Linked DNA regions of Mus musculus: regions 2 and 3 are each linked to region 1. The links are chromatin contacts, called in public HiChIP or PLAC-seq and promoter capture Hi-C maps. All regions are on one chromosome and are shown on one strand. Each heading gives the region's core, a stretch centred on a gene start, on an enhancer-like site or on the middle of the called end of the contact. The rest is flanking DNA. Distances are from core to core; before and after follow the strand shown. Region 1 holds the start of Ptprc (protein tyrosine phosphatase, receptor type, C). Region 2 holds the start of Zfp281 (zinc finger protein 281). Region 3 overlaps Crb1 (crumbs family member 1, photoreceptor morphogenesis associated).

Evidence for each region. Promoter capture Hi-C pulls out the DNA fragments that hold promoters and counts their contacts. HiChIP or PLAC-seq counts read pairs in DNA pulled down with a chosen protein or histone mark.
Region 2: a contact with region 1 is called in a promoter capture Hi-C map of neutrophils, with 4 times the contacts expected there. The contact joins the promoter of Zfp281 here to the promoter of Ptprc in region 1. A contact is called at or near these places in 1 of 39 promoter capture datasets (neutrophils), 1 of 484 Hi-C or Micro-C datasets (B cells) and 1 of 115 datasets of contacts at active chromatin or transcription factors (regulatory T cell precursor).
Region 3: an H3K27ac HiChIP or PLAC-seq map of large pre-B cells shows a contact between it and region 1, with 4 times the contacts expected there. The contact joins the enhancer-like site here to the promoter of Ptprc in region 1. A contact is called at or near these places in 8 of 39 promoter capture datasets (the 3T3-L1 cell line, 3T3-L1-derived adipocytes, cranial neural crest and 5 more) and 1 of 115 datasets of contacts at active chromatin or transcription factors (large pre-B cells).

The regions. Positions count from the first base shown.
Region 1 is chr1:138,173,584-138,176,651 of GRCm38.p6, forward strand. It overlaps Ptprc (protein tyrosine phosphatase, receptor type, C), which reads right to left and starts at 1,543. Exons shown (of 32, transcript NM_001111316.2): 1 at 1,432-1,543. The coding sequence starts at 1,504.
Region 2 is chr1:136,623,449-136,626,516 of GRCm38.p6, forward strand. It overlaps Zfp281 (zinc finger protein 281), which reads left to right and starts at 1,453. Exons shown (of 2, transcript NM_177643.4): 1 at 1,453-1,603; 2 at 1,824-3,068. The coding sequence starts at 1,838.
Region 3 is chr1:139,261,643-139,264,710 of GRCm38.p6, forward strand. All of the region lies in intron 5 of Crb1 (crumbs family member 1, photoreceptor morphogenesis associated), which reads right to left. Among named protein-coding and RNA genes, the nearest start is that of Gm41960, 96 kb to the left of the region's middle. Within about 2 kb of position 1,664, at least 17 of the 459 cell types and tissues checked have an H3K27ac peak or open chromatin away from gene starts, as enhancers often do.

The sequences.
Region 1 (3,068 bases), core at 293-2,792:
AATATCCTAATTTATAATTTGGGGGTGACTTGCTCTACAATCTGAAGGTACCTTAATGTTCTTTCTCACCCATTTAAAGAAAATCGGAAAATTGCCCCGAGTGGGGACTTACAGTGGAAATATGCCAATATATGATAAAATGTACAATCTTCAATTCTTCTCTATAATTCTCTTTACATTATAACAAAAATCATAGAGAGCTCACGACCTGGGAAGTAGTTGGTGCATTGTGACAAGATTCTGTGGTGCCCTGCATTGTTTAAAATCATCTTATGCCAGATAAACCTCATCCAAGCAAATTCGCAACTTACCTAACTGGATTTTCTTTTGAAAAAAAAATCCATCTTTCCAATTAAAAAGCAAAACAAACTTATTGTGATAACATCAACAAACAAGTATCTGAGGCTGCATTTCTTTTCCAGGCCCTCAGACAACACAGAGCAGACGTTAGCCGGCTTAGTACCAGGGATTTCTTTGGAAACGAGAGGAGTGAACATCAGGAAAAAAATAAAATTGAATTCTGATACAATTAACTATTTTCCCCATTTAAAAGTATCTTAGATTAAACACTACAAGGAGAAATGCCATCTAGCTGTAACTTGATAATCAACTCATGTCTCAAAGAGAAACTACTCCAGAAATAATTATTGACCAGACCAGATATGTAAGAAGGACTGAACCTTCAGTAAGCAGTGCCTGCCTGGTCACCCTGTCCTGAAGGACACAGCATTTGTAGGAATTTTATGAACTGTAACACACGTCTACCTTTTCAAGGCTGTACTCTGTACCCATCACCCAGGAAGGGCGGTGGCTCTACCAGAATTTCCACAGCAGAATTCATAGGAAGCATTATCTCAGAACTAAAATGATTAATTCAAAACACATTCGATGGTAAGACAACACGGAGAGTTTTTAAAGCACCTAATGTGCTCTTCAGCCTTTCTGTAGCTGAGCATTCAAAACCCTATTTTAATAATCATTAACATTTGAGGAAACAACCCTTTGTCTGAAGAGACTGGCTTACACACAAGCAAAGCTGTCTCGTGATTTTAAACCTTTCATATTTTGATCAAAAGCATTAAAAGCTGACTTAATTAACAATTCCTCTAACCATAGCAGATGCAGGTTGGATCAATTGCTTTAGCTACATTCCTGAACAGTTTCCAAATAAAGAGAGACAAAGAGAGTCAACTTTCCTATTAAAGTGTGATCTTTCCCCGAAACATTTATGTATTTTGAACAGAAGCAGTGTATGCTGCCCTCCACTAGGCCTTGTTTCTCTGAACAACGGCAAACTTGAACATGGAGTAACGAATCTTCTTACTTTCAATATCCATCACACGCAACTTTTAAAAATAGCCATTTCAACCTAGCCTTTGCCACAAAATCAACAAAATACAAGGAAGTAAAAATGAATATGGGTGTGCTTACCTGTGACAAAGACTTCTGTGTCCAGAAGGGCAAATCCAAAGGCCAGAAGTTTGAGCCACAAACCCATGGTCATATCTGGAGATCAGCTGTGCCCCTAAGAAATAGGGTCTCCCTGAAAGGCAAAATAATGGTTATCTCTCTTGAAGTTTGTCTCTGTAAAGCTAAGTCAAAACTAAAAGAAAAGAACGCATACTTTGCACTCTGTCTTATCAGATGGGGAGCAAGTTTCCTACTCTCTTACCCTAAGAACAAACCACTTGCTAGCTACATGCACTGCTAAATGGTGATGTCAGATTCGGTTTTACTAACTTCTCCAAAAATACTGTAAAGGGTCCTCTTTGCAGGAAGTTAAAAAAAAAAAAAAAAAGGTCGTTCAAAGTCAGTGCAATGGCTTCTTACTTCCTTAATTCAAGTAATTATGCTGTTAGCGGTTCGTCTCAATTTTCCTCTAAAGGAAAACAGTTTTAAACTATATAAATATTGCTCCTTTTTAATATCTTTTTAAGGAAGCTTTATTCAAAAACAATACATCCCTCCCAAGTCATCAATAATTTTCTTACCCAAGATATGACAAGCTTCCACATGAGTATAACAACATAGGGGTTGGCAAGATAACACAGTGACTAAGCTGGTACGAGGCTCTGAAGTTCGTTGAAGACGACCAAGTGACCCAAACCAACTGTCTTTCTGCTTATGTCTGCCAACTCCTGTTATTTACCATAAGGAGCTCAGACTCAAATGGTATGCCTATTTCCTCGGTGATGTGGCTTTCCTATGCAAAACTACCTTCACTGGCTTTAAAGAGCCTCCCAATTTGTTTTTCAGGGCTGCTGGTGGTGGTTTCATTGAGTTTTATGCAGGTATCTCCTTGAGTGGTGGAGTGAGACTCTCCTCTGTGCATCAGTGAATTCTGCTTCAAGACAGGAGTGCCCCTACATTTGGGGTTGCTCTGTGCTATTTACCAATGAAAGAAGAGCAATGAAAACCAAGCCTTGTCTTTTACAAAGTTAACTTGTTTCTTTTGATCATAGTATTTCCCCACCCCACCACACACATCCCTGATCAATTTCACATGTATATTGAATTTGCATTATTTCCCCCCACTCTCTCTTTTCCCCAGAACCCTCCTATGTCCAAATACACAGATTCATCCCTAATTCATACCATTTATTCTTTAACTTTTATTGCTACACACACACCTACAAATAAACGCATCCCTACACACACATACACTCATACACACACACCCCTACACATGTATACACACACTCACACACACACACACACACACACACACACCTGAAGGTATAACCTACTGAGTTTGTTTAGTGGTGTATGTGTGTGTGTGTGTGTGTGTGTAGATGTGTAGATGTGTAGGTGTGTGTGTATGTGTCTGTGTTTGTCTGTGTGTACATAGGGTTGACTACCTGGTATCACATAACTAGTTAGGGAGCTCACCATGCGAAAGTCTAATTCTTATATTCAGCAGTCCTTAACTACCTTTCATGCTTCATCTTGAGTGGGGGCCTCTGAGATTTCCCTCATGAACTTTAGCATATCAACTGATCTTGTCACCATTAAGGTCTTGCTAAGGTAGTAAGCCATTTATTGAGGTTTCATGATGATACCCTTCCCGT
Region 2 (3,068 bases), core at 203-2,702, 1.6 Mb before region 1:
CAAAGTTGGCTTTCATATGAGTGTCCCACTGCCCTTCATGCTTGGGCTGGCTTATGTGCAGCCCAGCTTTACCATTAAACATGGACACCCTGAGTACAGGGACAGCCTCATTTCTCACTGGCACTGACTAATATTTTATTACTGTCTGAAGTTTTTGAATTTTCAGTGTTCAACGCTTAGCTATACCTGGTAGTTTCAGGAAATAATTTAACTGTAGTTCCATGGGGCTAGGAAGATACAATGCCTCATGAAACTATTCATAAAATACAGTTTTAAGGTTTCTGGGCAGGCTCAGAGAGGCCTGTGTTGGTAAACAATACACCGCTATGGCTTTAATTGCAAAATTTCTCAAGGAAGTTATTACAAGAAGTCATCTCGAGAAACACTATGAGAATATGGACGTGTGATTTCTTTAAGAAAACACACTATGTAAATAACTGTTCTCCAGGTCTTTTTATTAAAAAGTCTGTGGTGTATAAATACACCTAGGAAAGTTGCTGGTTTAGATTTTTGCATGCTCGCTGTGAATGCCTTTTATACATTATTAGGCACTAAATTAATATCTATTTGGTTTTGTCGATAGAACTTTTAATTTCAAGATTTTATCTAATTTCCCCCAACTGAATAAGGAACAACTTTTCAAGTTTCTAGGTATTCTATACTGGAGGGGTTGGGAGAGTGGGGTATGTATCCTAACAGAGATTTTAAACAAGAACGATGGCCAGTATTTGAGGCTAGTTAGTATTCAACGTAATAAGCAAATTCAGACAACTGAGAAAGTACGTGGCATTTAAATACCATCTGATGATGAAGTGTGTGTGGGCGTGTTTTACAGGACAGCTGCACCTGGGATTACACGTGGTTTCCCTTTGCGTAGCCTTCAGGTAGGCTGGCACTGAGACAATTTTCTGCAGCGGTCCCTCCTCTATGGCAGTCTCAAAGGCTCCTTCAATAAAGGCAAAGACAAGCGTTATTGCTGTCTCCATTCTGAAAAGGAGTAAAAGCTATCTGTAATCAATACCGTTACGAGTTTAAAGCTTTCAGGCAGAATCACAAGTACCTTAAGGAATCCTATTCTCTGTTTGATTTTGATTCAATACTTGGATTGCAAACACTAAAGTGAACCAAATGCCAATGTTCAGTTTTCAGTGTCTCCACCTTCCCTAACCCCTTCCTCTGCAGCTCCCACGCCACGCTGCAACACGCTCTCCTGGCGTCCCCGGACTTCCCGCCCCTTGGGCTCCACCTCCGGAGCGCCTTCTCCCTAGAAACCCTCAGCCACTGTCTGCCCCTCAGCAGGGCCACCAATCACGTCCCCTCGCTGCGGAAGACCCTCCGCTGTCCGCCTCCAAGTCCCCGCCCCTCCCACCTAGCCCCCAGCAGCTCCGCCCAACCGCCCGCTTGATTGACAGGCTAGCCAGGCGGAAACTGAGGCGCAGGCGCACGGGGCTCGCCGAGCGCCCCTCTGGTCCGGTCGAGGACTTCCCGGCAGACACCGCGCCGCGGCTGCGCAGAAGCGGGGAGGCTTTTAATTCCATTGTGGAGAGGACGGCGTTATTTTTATTAACTGGAGGCGACGGCGGCTGCGGCGGCGGCGGAACCCGTAAGTGTGGCCGGCGGGCCGGGGCGGGCGCGGGAGCGGCCAAGAAGGCCGCGGGGTCGAGCGCGCCGGGCCGGAGGCGGCGGGGCTGCGGACGGGAGCCGGGCGCGGTGCGGGCTGGGCGGCGGCGCGGCGGGTCCCAAACGCTGCGGTGGTCCCGGCCCGGGGCCCGGCCCTACCGCCGTTCCCCCTCTTCCCTCCTCTCCCTCCTCTCCGCAGCCAGGCCTCCTCCGGGGTATGAAAATCGGCAGCGGGTTCCTTAGCGGCGGCGGCGGTCCCAGCAGTAGCGGTGGTAGCGGCTCCGGCGGCAGCTCCGGCAGCGCCAGCGGCGGCAGCGGCGGCGGCAGGAGAGCAGAGATGGAGCCCACCTTCCCCCAGAGTATGGTTATGTTCAACCACCGGCTTCCCCCGGTCACCAGCTTCACCCGGCCGGCGGGGACGGCCGCCCCTCCCCCGCAGTGCGTGTTATCCTCCTCTACCTCCGCAGCCCCGGCCGCTGAGCCCCCCCCTCCGCCAGCCCCGGACATGACTTTCAAGAAGGAGCCGGCGGCGTCAGCCGCGGCCTTCCCTTCGCAGAGGACCTCCTGGGGATTCTTGCAGTCCTTGGTGAGCATCAAGCAGGAGAAACCTGCGGATCCCGAGGAGCAGCCGTCCCACCACCACCATCACCACCACCACTATGGGGGGCTGTTCGCTGGGGCTGAAGAGCGATCACCAGGCCTAGGAGGAGGGGAAGGGGGGAGCCACGGCGTCATCCAAGACCTCAGTCTTCTGCACCAGCATGCCCAGCAGCAACCGGCCCAGCACCACCGCGATGTATTACTGAGCAGCGGTAGCAGGACTGATGAGCACGGCAACCAGGAGCCAAAGCAGGACGCTAACGTCAAAAAGGCAAAGAGGCCAAAGCCAGAATCTCAGGGAATCAAAGCCAAGAGGAAGCCAAGTGCATCTTCCAAACCTTTGGTTGGAGAGGGAGAAGGTGCCGTCCTGTCCCCAAGTCAGAAACCTCATATCTGTGATCACTGTAGTGCTGCTTTCAGGAGCTCCTACCACCTGCGGAGACATGTCCTCATCCACACGGGCGAAAGGCCTTTCCAGTGCAGCCAGTGTAGTATGGGTTTCATCCAGAAATACCTACTGCAGAGACACGAGAAAATTCACAGCAGAGAGAAACCCTTTGGGTGCGATCAGTGCAGCATGAAGTTTATTCAGAAGTACCATATGGAGAGACACAAGAGGACACATAGTGGAGAAAAGCCATACAAGTGTGACACTTGCCAACAGTATTTTTCAAGGACTGACAGATTGTTGAAGCACAGGCGCACGTGTGGTGAAGCCATAGCAAAAGGAGCCGCTAGTGCAGAACCTGGGTCATCAAACCATAACAGTATGGGTAACCTGGCTGTGTTGTCTCAGGGAAATACAAGTTCCTCAAGGAGAAAGTCGAAGTCGAAAAGCATAGCTATTG
Region 3 (3,068 bases), core at 414-2,913, 1.1 Mb after region 1:
TGAAGGTACTGAATTAAACATACCGAAACTCATTCCACCCTTAGGGACAGCACAGAAGCATAGCCACACCCAATAGTCAGAAGCTAAGCTCAGAGTCCCACATCAGCCAGGATAAGAGGACAGACCAACTACCAATAGCTGCTGGTTAGAGGTCATTAGAGGAGTATTACTCACCTCCGTCTTTATACTCCATCTTCCTATGTGCCTTTAGAAACAGTAACTTATGGGACTAACAAGAGAAAAGACAGAGTACTCTATGCAATGCAAAATGGCGATAAAGAAGATACCAGGCTAAAGGAAAACAATCCTGGCTGATTTGGGATTTGCTAGTATTGACTTGAAGTCGCTATCAAACATGTGAGCTCCCATTTCAGATTAGTGGTGTTCAAACAGATGTTCACCAGCTACCAGACATCTATGAGGAACTCCGTTGTCCTTCAGAGAGCCATGTGGGGTCTGAGGACTGCCTATCCTACTCAATACACACCGGTTGATGGTACATTTATTCTCCACTGGGTAGAAACTCTTCAGGTCAATATCAGATTGCCAGAATTATTTGAGATCTATCAACAGGAAACTCAAATGAAATCTGGCTATATAACAACAGCTTTTATTGGCTCATATAAAAAATAAGTTCAAGGAAAGACAGTTGTTTAACCTCAAATTCAACATTCAGAACAGCTATAGCAACTCATTGTCCCCAGCCACACTAATCAGAGCTTCATTACCACCCAAGCGTGTTAAAGAAATCTTTTTTTTTCTTTCTGTTTTGTTTTGCTTGTTTTAAGGTAGAAAGAGAAAGCACATGGTAATTGGATAAATATATGAGTTTGTGTGGACTTGCAAAGCTAGAGTGCTTCTAGAATAAGGATAAATCTATCTCCTTTGTCCATCTCTAATGTTCCATAAAAGAAAGGAGATATAACTCCAAAAAGCTAAAGGGGGGAAAAAAGCTAAAATTGAATTTACAAAGGAACACACAGAAACTTTTAGAATGCATGAAAACTTGGTTTCTAGGAAAATAAAGAGAAAAAATAGGAAAAGAAAATGGCCAGATAACAGACAAGAGGATGAGGTTAAAGACTGCGGGAGGAAAGAAGACACTGGACATGATGAGGCACCATTCAAGCAAGCTCTGATGCAGCGCTGTACTAATCTACACTGGAGGTGTAAGTGTCATACAACCTGACTAAAACCTACGACCTGGGAGAAATGTGTACAATGCTTAGTGCAAGAGAATCCTCAGGCTAAATGTCCTCAGTGTTTTCCCCCTGGCTATAATGCAATTAATAGTTTAAAAATTATATCAATGTTTAAAAGCAAAATCAAAAATTGCCCCAGAGTTTAATCTAGAGAACAGAAGGACTAGAGAACAGAAATTAGACCTTAAAAGTTGAAATATTTCTGAGAGAAATGAAAAGGATTGAATAGAATTAATACTAAAAGATAATAGAATTGTATTTTCTTTCTGAATTAATTCATTGTGATCAGTTTAATTTGCACGCTTGTTTAAATCACTCCACAAAATAGAATAAAGCTCATAATTATGACAGTCATTCTTAAAAAGTGTAAAACCAAAAGTTTTGAAACATCTGTTCCCCAAGTGATGACTCCATTAACAAAGACTGTGCTGCCCACAGAGAGCTGAGAACTTAGGAAAAGCTTGGTGAGGTTTTTAACTTAAGGGTAGAAGACCCAAGATGATATGCTTTCACTTTCATTTTCATAATAAAAGAAACCGGTTAAATGTTTTTTTTTAAAGAACTTCCTTGTCAAAGTTATGTAAGTGGACTAATTCATGGAATATCAAGCATTAATAGAGATAAAAATCCACAAGCAGATAAAAAAAGATGTAGACCTAAAAATATAATCCAACAAGGCAGAGAACAAAAAGAATAAGCAAGGTTAAACTCACCAGCAATGGGCAGGGGCTTTAAAAATGTTTTGTAAGCACTGAGTTCAAAACTAGAAGAAGGTGGCAATATGTCTGGTAAACATAAAACTCTAGGATAGAAATGGTTATCTTAGGCAAAGTAGACAATGGAAAGTTTGGAATAAGAAGAAACTTATCTTGACAAAACTTCAAGATAAAGATAGGACTTTGATTGCTGACAATTGGATGGACCATAGCTTGAGGAAAATGAATACAATCCTTCCTGATAATAGTATATCCAAATTGAAGCTGTAAGGAAGAATATCTTTTGAGTGAATCAGAAGAGACAAATGTGTGTAACAGGCATTAGCTAAACTTTGACAGGCTTTGTTCAACTGAAAAATAAATTTCCTGGAGAATTCCTAATTACTAATCTGCTTTCTTGTGTGGATTCTAAATTCACAGTGCTGTGCAACATAAAAGCCACAGTTAGAAACTTGGATATTCTCTAAAGTAGACATAAAAGAAACCCAAAAACTCTGGGGAGAAATCTTTTAAGCCCAGGCAACAAATAGGTCCAACAAAAATTTCAAGGGATAAGAGATCACGCTAAAAATGAATCAATAAATAAGAAGCAAAGAATTGTGATTGTGAACTGAGAATAAGAGATGTAAAAATTTACAATGATAGTGGATTATTTAAGAAAACTGAAAATATAAATGGATCTTAAAATGGGAGAGGTCAAAGATTTTAAAATAATTAAAGGGGTAGAACCTTTTAGAAACATAACTGGCATAAGAATCCCACTGCGAATTAAATAATGGACTGGACACAGATCACAGTTACTGGAAGGGAGAATCTGACTTGAGCTCCATGTGTAGCAAGCAGAAACAGGAAGGAAATTGCAGCTCAGGATCACAGAAGATAAAGGACAAAGAGCATTGCCATCTAACCATCTACAAGAGCAGCCAATAAAAAAAGATAAAGGAGATTTTGAAAGATGAAATGGCCAAGAATTTCCCAATATTGATGAACATTTAAGTTTTAGACTTAGAGAACCTGATAGGCATAGTGACTATGATCTTTCCTAAGAAAAATTTAAACTTCTTAAGGAGAGAAAATGTAGTATTTTTTATTTAGACAGAAAAATTACTTACAATTATGCAGTAGAAAATGAGTTCATAATAGTAACATC